Regions from separate parts of the Columba livia genome. Here region 1 is linked to region 2. A link is a contact called in public Hi-C data. All regions are on one chromosome and are shown on one strand. Each heading gives the region's core, a stretch centred on a gene start, on an enhancer-like site or on the middle of the called end of the contact. The rest is flanking DNA. Distances are from core to core; before and after follow the strand shown.

Region 1 (3,770 bases), core at 850-3,349, 45 kb before region 2:
AGATTATGATGGAGACCAAACATCTCTCCATCATCTGTCTCAAGAGGTCGAATGTTTCTGCCTGAAGAGAAAAATCTAGAAAAATCCGCAGTTAGGAGAAGCCACGGAGATCCCTGCACACACAGTGGAACCCAAGGCAGCCTGGGCGAAAGGAGAACTGAACTAGGGGCCATCAGAGCAGAAGAATGAGACTGGGGGAAAAAAGGCAAAGTTACATTTCAGCAAACTGGAAAAACCTTTCGGGACTCACAAGAAAGAGAAGCTGTTCCTGACGTCACTGCCCAACTTAGCCGTGAACTCAGCACGAATTCCTCTTTCCCACAAAAAACTGCTACTAGGGATGTGAGCTGCAAATCGTCATGTACTAATCTTTTTATGAAGACATTTTTGTTGTTGTTCTGTAGACCTATTGTTCTTTTACAACTATATTAATAGACTAAAAATATCAATGGCAGTTCTATCAGACTTAAATTACAATTTTATTTCTTAAGAATGATTATTTTACACTGCTGATTGAGATCACAGAAATGCTTTTCTGACCACAGAGGTACAAGGTAGCAAATTCATCCTCCGTGCAACTCCCCTGAGGTAAACGGAGTTACATAAGGAATTAATTGGATCCGTCTCCTCCATTTCCTCGGAAAAATTCTTTATTTCAGTGCTTGCCAAGTTTTAACTTCGACTCTCCCTTGCCTAACAGCTTCTTGTACTTAGAGACAGTTTATCTTTCTTTAAGACTATAAAGAGAAATACAGCAGGAGAAAGACAATTAAGGTGAAAATCTGCTTTTTCAATTGAAAGTACACTTCTTATGGTAAGAAAATGCCCAAACCTTTTTGTTTGGGTATAGACGTGCATGGGATTATTCTCAATTATATCCATGAGGATTAGAAAAGAATAAAGTAGTATGTATAGTCATGAGAGAGAAAGGATTTAAGCGATGTTTTTCTGCCTCAGAGCCCGTGTGTTTTTTCCAGTTACGGCAGCTGGAATAAACAGGGACCTTTCGTGGTCAGAGACAGTAAGAATTTTAAATATTGCACGTTGCCTTTTAACAAAGAATCAGCTTCCCTTTGCACGTGGACTCAACAGGGGCTATGTATTAAAAAATAACCTACAAGGGAAGCTGAAGGCATATTCTCACCAGTATACAACGGCCATTTCATGACACAATTAATTTAGTTTTTGGATGGTGACGTGGCACAAAATTCTTTGTACAAATTCAACCCATGAGTACAAAGTTATTTAAAAAACCCCAACCTTACAAAGCAAACCCCTCACAAAACAAGGAGTAGAGAGTGGTTTTACTCCTGATGATTTTATTTTAGAGTAAGTATCATCTTCCTGCTGCCGTTATAAAGCCAAGATAAAGCTTGGTCTCAATACCATAACTCATAGCTGGCTAATCTTGACAGGAATGCAATTACATGCTCATATTTGACCTTTATCAATGTATTACCATTAGGTGATCTAGTATGGCACAGATCAGACATTAACAACTATCTAAGTCTGACTACGGGAAGTTTGAGAAGGGCTGAGCACGAGAGATCAGAAAGTGAAATTGATGGAGGGTCTGTGGTTCAGATAAGGTTTGAATGATGCAGCAACATTGCCCCACTGACAAAATAACTATCCAGCAGCTTGCCTTCCTTCTTTCCACATCATCTGTGCCAAAGTCTACCAATGCTGCAGCTGTGCCAATGGAACAGTTCGTGGGACCAATGCGTGAACTTAATCAATGGAATATTTTGGATAAAAATCATTATTTGAGATAGAATGTTTAAAATGTGGATTGAGTGATCTGATTTACAGCATGGCTTCACAAACGGCTGCACGAACAGCTGAGAGGGCACTAAAAGTCAGAATCATTAGCTGTCAGTTCCTGCTTCTGCCTAAATTTATGGCTCCATATTTATTAAACCCAGATTTGTGCACTGCTGACTAGCCAGCAGCAGGGTTTGAGCCAGCTCATGTGGAGATACGCAATTGCATTTCAGACGCTCGCTGGTCAATCAGCAAGAGCACCTGGTCTAACCCTTCTAACACTGTATGTCACGAGCGAGTCCAGCTTGTGGCTCCCTGTGCCCCGCTCACGGTGGGACGCCAGCCCCGTCACGCTGCGGAGTTCGTTAAGAAGGCTGCTCCAGGCGGGGGGGAGGAACCGTGGGGGCCTCCCCTGTTACCAGCACTGCTGCAACAAATCCCCCCGCTGCCGCCGCAGGCACACAGCTAGAGCAGGACTCGCGTACGGTTTGCAGCCAGCTACGGTTCCCAGCCTGGGGTCAATTAGCAATTTCAGATTCCCAGGCCTTGGCGAGACCAAAGAGTGGTGTGTGCTAACACATCTCGCCATCCCCAGCTGGAGTGAGCCAGCAGAGGTGAATTCGCAGACTGCAGCTGCTTCTCAGGGTGGGAAACTGGCCAAAATCAGTGCATGCTCCTTTGGAGGACTACTTTACATCAAGCTCTTTCATTTTCCTGAGATAGAAGAACCCTCTCAAGCTTCATGCAAAATTCCACTCACAATCTGTTTCAGTCCACGTCCTTTGAATCCAAGTCCTCTTTTTTTTGCTATTTTAGGCACGACTTCCATGCTAGAAAGCATCCTGCTTCTGCCTAGTACTATGCATAACTAATACAGGTAGAACAAGTTCTAACGCAAAGCGTATTTCAGATCATAAGCATTACAGAGTTGGTGGGCCTCCAAAATTTTTAATGCATTTGGTTTTCTTCATTGGGACATTCTGGAGCTCTTTACTCAATGACTCACCACTGGCCCTATCAGTGTCACACAATGGAAACAAGCGCTGACTTCCAGAACCAGTAATATTTCATGCTAGATTAAGCTCATTTAGAAGTCTTAAAAAACCAAACCAAACCAAATCAAAACCAAAAAACCACAACCTCAAATATATCAAGAATTGGAATTTGAAACAAGCTGCAAATAAATTCAGGACACGATTCAAAAGTTCAAGTGGAGAAAAACCCACGCAAAATTCTTAGAAGAATGGCATCTTTTCAGAATTTCCATTAACAAATAAAGAGCAGCAAAAAGGGAATCCACTCTTGCTGAGGAAAGGATGTGATAACCAACAGGGCTTTCCTACTCCTGAATTCCTTGATTATTAAAAAGAAGGGGGCGGGGAGGAGTAAAGAGTAATTTTCATTTTCTTTCACTACTACTTGGAATCTGGTTCAAATTGAAATTCACAGAAATGGCAAAATATTTAACGAGCCTTTTAAACCACAAAAATATGATGCAAGAGATTCAGTTGTCTTCACTGACTCTCTGTGTAGGGAGAAATGTCATAATAGATCACTTCTAACCCCTTAAAATGAAAAATGACAGGACAAATTACTACTTAGTGGAAATTGAATCAAAACAGATACTACTCTATCCAAAGAGGGGAAAAAAATAAAAAGACAAAGTGTATTACCTGAAAATTCAGCAAATAACTACATTTATCATTAAGGAATCAATCCCGCCAACAGCAGTTTTTGGAGAAAGCCCAATTTTCCCCTAAAAATAATTTCAACAGACCCGCTATTAGCCTATTATTTACATGAACGACTGACTACGAAGTTCTTCCAGCACAGAAGGTTAGACATGTGGATATAAATCTGGCAACGCACACTTGTGGTAAAAATAGAGCTACAACTGCAGAAGGGATTGCAAGAAAGAAAGAAAGGAAAAGAAAAAAGATCACGCAACCTTTAGAAAACCGTTGACCGAAGCCCCTGTTAATACAGCAAGAAAAATAAAAGTCGTA
Region 2 (3,767 bases), core at 282-2,781:
AAGCTGCTGAGTGCTGGCGAATCCTCACTTAGAGCAGCTGGAGACATTATGAGCTTTTAGATTTTTCTGTGTCATCATGATCAGTGGTGTTAGTGCCATGAAATTTTCTGCTATCTGCTTTATTTTCAAGTTATTTTCTGTGTCCTCTGTCCTAATATCCAGGTTACAATCATTTTGCACAAGGAGGTGTTTCCTTGCCTAAAACAGCTTCTCTTGGCAAATAGCTTGGTTTGTGTAATATTTTCTCCTGGCTAGAGGGGAAGCTGTGCCATTACTCCCCCAGACCGGAGCGGGGATGGTTCAAGGCAGACCGTGGCGGTGCTGACGCGCTCCGCCGGTCACCGAGCCCCGCGCGCTCCTTGCGGCGCGTCGGCCCGTGAGATGGGCTTTCGGCGCCGGGCCCGCGGCGAGGGAGCAGCCGTGGTGACCGAGGGGCTGGTGCTGCCTGCTGCCCGCCCGGCTCTCCCGGTGCTCTTCTGTCACTTAATGTCGCGGCCACGGGAACCTTCTTTTTTGAGAAAACCTCAAACTTCAATCCGATCATCTGTATAATTGTACGGTTGCTGAGTCCGTTCCACCTAGTGGTATCTAAATTAACTGAGAGGAAAAAGACATTCTTGAAGTGTGCATCTCTCTTTCCATCTCAGACTTTATAGAAATGCGCTGAAGATTTGGGTAGAATTTGCTAACTTCAGGTACATTGCTGCCTTTAGTCCTAACACTGCCTTCAATTCCGAAATCGGTGGTTTTGAAGTCATTGCCCCTTGTTTTTCCATTTGGTGTAGGTGGTTTCTTTTACCTTGTTCTCTAGTTTGTACTTTGCCCAGAGTTGCAAAAAAATAATCGTATGTTGGCTTACATAGGTGAGGTGTTTCTGTTCCTCCTTCTGCACATTCTGCCTTGTTGTGGCCTTTTCTTGTGGTTTCCTTAGATTTCTACCTACAAGATATCACGCTGCTTTATTTTGTTGTTTGAGATGCCTTTGATCAGCTCATTCTTTGAGAAGCACACACTGCCATCTCTCCACTTCTGTAAGCGTTTATGGATTCATACTCTGATTTTCTTGAGCCTCTTCTGCTAACTTAATTCCCTCCAGTTTTAATCTTTAAAGGGCTGGGGGCTGGAGGAAGGTACGAACTGCGGTACTGAAGCCCTTCGTTGTTTTGTGAGCCTGCAGCGGTCTCGGCCGAGGAAAAGAATGTTTGCTTATCACGAGTTCTTACCCGTTAACCTTGCACGCAGCGTGTACGGGTCACAGAGCCTTATCAGCCAGCTTCTTGGGTTTTAGCCCATTGTAAAGGCGTATTAAATGCATGTTTTATGGTGACCCCTGCAAACTTGATGAGTACAGATTAGATTGCCTTTCAAGCTTTAATAGTGTTTCTGTGCTGTTGACAGCCACAATGAAGTAACGGGAGGCGGGAAGACAGAGACTTCTATGTGAGAACAGTTCCTTATTCTGAAAAAAAGCCCTGCCGTGCTGCTATTTTTGGAAGAGAAGAGCGACTCCTGGCTCGGTGGGGCAGGGGCCCGGGGTCCATTTCCGTGACTCCCGTGGGCGCTGGAGCTGCTCTGGGGCGAAGGGAGCAGCAGGAGGGATGTTGCTGGAGATATTTAATGTTCTGGCTTCAACATCAATACTGTCCTGGGGCTGGGAAATGTTTAATGACAAAAGCTTCATCAGAACTGATTACAAAAGTTTTCAGGTTTGAGAAGTCTGGCCTTTCCAAAGAGAGGGGATGTTGTCAGGCAAACTCAAATGTCACTTGCTGCTTGGCGCTTCGTATTGTTCTGGGAGGTGTGTTGTAAGTCTGGTGTTTCTGCCTTAAATTATAATTAAGCCTTCTTTTAAAAATATGGTTATTACCTGGTTATTTTTTATTACTTGTGTTTTGACACGATGCCACCGTTTGAGAGACACCCTTGCTCGGTTTGAGCTGCCTCTGGTACAACCTGTGTGCCTGTTGGTTTCACCCTCTCCCCTGCTGAGTTGTGTTTCTGCTAGAACTGGGTGAACGGGACGTGTGATGCCAGCTGATGTTATTGCCAGCCCGAAAAACACGGTGGCCTTTTTGTGCCATAAAAATGTTAAATCATGTTAACCTGTTAACTTTAGAGAGCACAGTGTGACTTAAAATCATGGCAACGAGCATGGGGTGTATGAAAACACGTCATGTAATGGGGGTAGCGCGGACTGTCCCGGCAGCCGGCTTGACTGGGCGGCTGCTGATTCAGCGATCTGGAAGTGGGTCAAGCTAAAGTTCCTCAGCTTTCCATTCCAAGCCCGAATACTTCCTGATGCTTCAACCAGCTCTCAGGCCAGGTGATGGGAATTTTTCTAGTGACTTACGTGCCAGTTTGACTGTTTCTGGAATGCTTTATTTAAGGATCTGTCACAGTGGTTGTATTAAGGTGCCACCAGTTCTTCCCTCACCGTCTCCACTCAGCCATTCATTCTGTCACAGCTTCTGCATCTTGCACTATTTTGCCTTCCCCTACCTCACCGCACCTGCTTGCAGATTGAATTTTTCTTAAGATGTCTGTGTGTGCAGTGGAAACATGAAGTTTACTGAGTGTGTTGAGCACTGCAGAGTTCGCACCGGTGACCGTGTAGGTCTGGAACCAGGCAGGAGGAGGACACGGCGTGCAACGTGCTCGGTCTGCAATGCAAACACGCAGTGGGCTACTATCAAGAAATTCCATTATATTCCTAGAGTGGTTCTTTAAGTTAATATGATTTGGATTTCTGTATTAAACAAGAAACCCAGCTATCTCAAGTAGAACGAAAAGATTAAAAAAATATGCTTCTGCCTTGGATTTAGTTATATGACTTGGATCAAATTGGGGGTCTCGTGTGTATCAATAGTACTCTTTTATGCACGGGTGTTCAGTAACAAGATCAACTACTGAGAAGCTGGGTTAATGAGATTAAATCACTGCTGAATGGATGATGCACAGGTGGTGACATACTCCTGAAGCCAGATAACTATGGTGGAACCAAGCCTGTATATTAATAACATGCGAATGCTTTATCTACACTTGTCATTCCTGGAAATGAGCTTTTAAAATCATGTACGTGTGGAATGCCAGGCGTGTTGTGGAGCAGCCACCGGCTTAACGGACCGAGACAACAATGTGTGCTTCTAAGAGGAGCTGTTCCCTATGGTGGGACATTAGCAGGAATGAGAAAGAGGAGCTCTGTGGTTGCTCTTGTCTAAACTGAAAATGCAGGAAAAGTTTGGCATTTTTGGAGCAGTATTTCTTCTGTCATGTGTACTCAATGATGCATTAACCCACAAAGAGAACACGTTTTTAAAATACTAAGTGCTGAAAAGTGACTAAACCCAGAACATTTTGGCATCAGATTTGCTCCCACTTGACGACACATCATATTTGTTCTGCTAATAATATTTATAAACGTCTTATGCACTTGATGTTAAATCCGAAAGTAGAGAGAGGTTCTTAATCAGACAAAGGCTCATGAGTGGAGTGAAAGGAAGGAGAGGGAAGTCCCTGAGTTTAATCGGTGCGGACCGGCCGGGAGGGCTGGTCCTGCGGTGGAGCAGGTGGCGCTGGTGCTGGGATGGGCCTCCTGCGCTGTAGCAGCGCTGAGCGCGTTTCTGAGCGCTCTGCTCTTATTTCTGACGCAGTAAACAGCCGAGGTGGCCGGGGCGGAGCAGGGCCACCTCTGAGAGGAGACGCGTGCGACTTCAGAGCTCACGGCTCGGCGGCTGCTCGGCAACGCCGCGGTTACTGCCGCCTCAGGA

What was found. Hi-C and Micro-C count contacts between places; a contact is called where the count stands out from the background.
Region 1: a contact with region 2 is called in a Hi-C map of liver, with 1.6 times the contacts expected there. The contact joins two enhancer-like sites. A contact is called at or near these places in 2 of 2 Hi-C or Micro-C datasets (crop and liver).

What each region holds. Positions count from the first base shown.
Region 1 is chr15:17,496,255-17,500,024 of bColLiv1.pat.W.v2, reverse strand. No RefSeq gene overlaps it. Among named protein-coding and RNA genes, the nearest start is that of CYTH3, 4.7 kb to the right of the region's middle. Within about 2 kb of position 2,099, at least 1 of the 3 cell types and tissues checked has an H3K27ac peak away from gene starts, as active enhancers do.
Region 2 is chr15:17,450,270-17,454,036 of bColLiv1.pat.W.v2, reverse strand. All of the region lies in intron 9 of CYTH3 (cytohesin 3), which reads left to right. Among named protein-coding and RNA genes, the nearest start is that of USP42, 25 kb to the right of the region's middle. Within about 2 kb of position 1,531, at least 1 of the 3 cell types and tissues checked has an H3K27ac peak away from gene starts, as active enhancers do.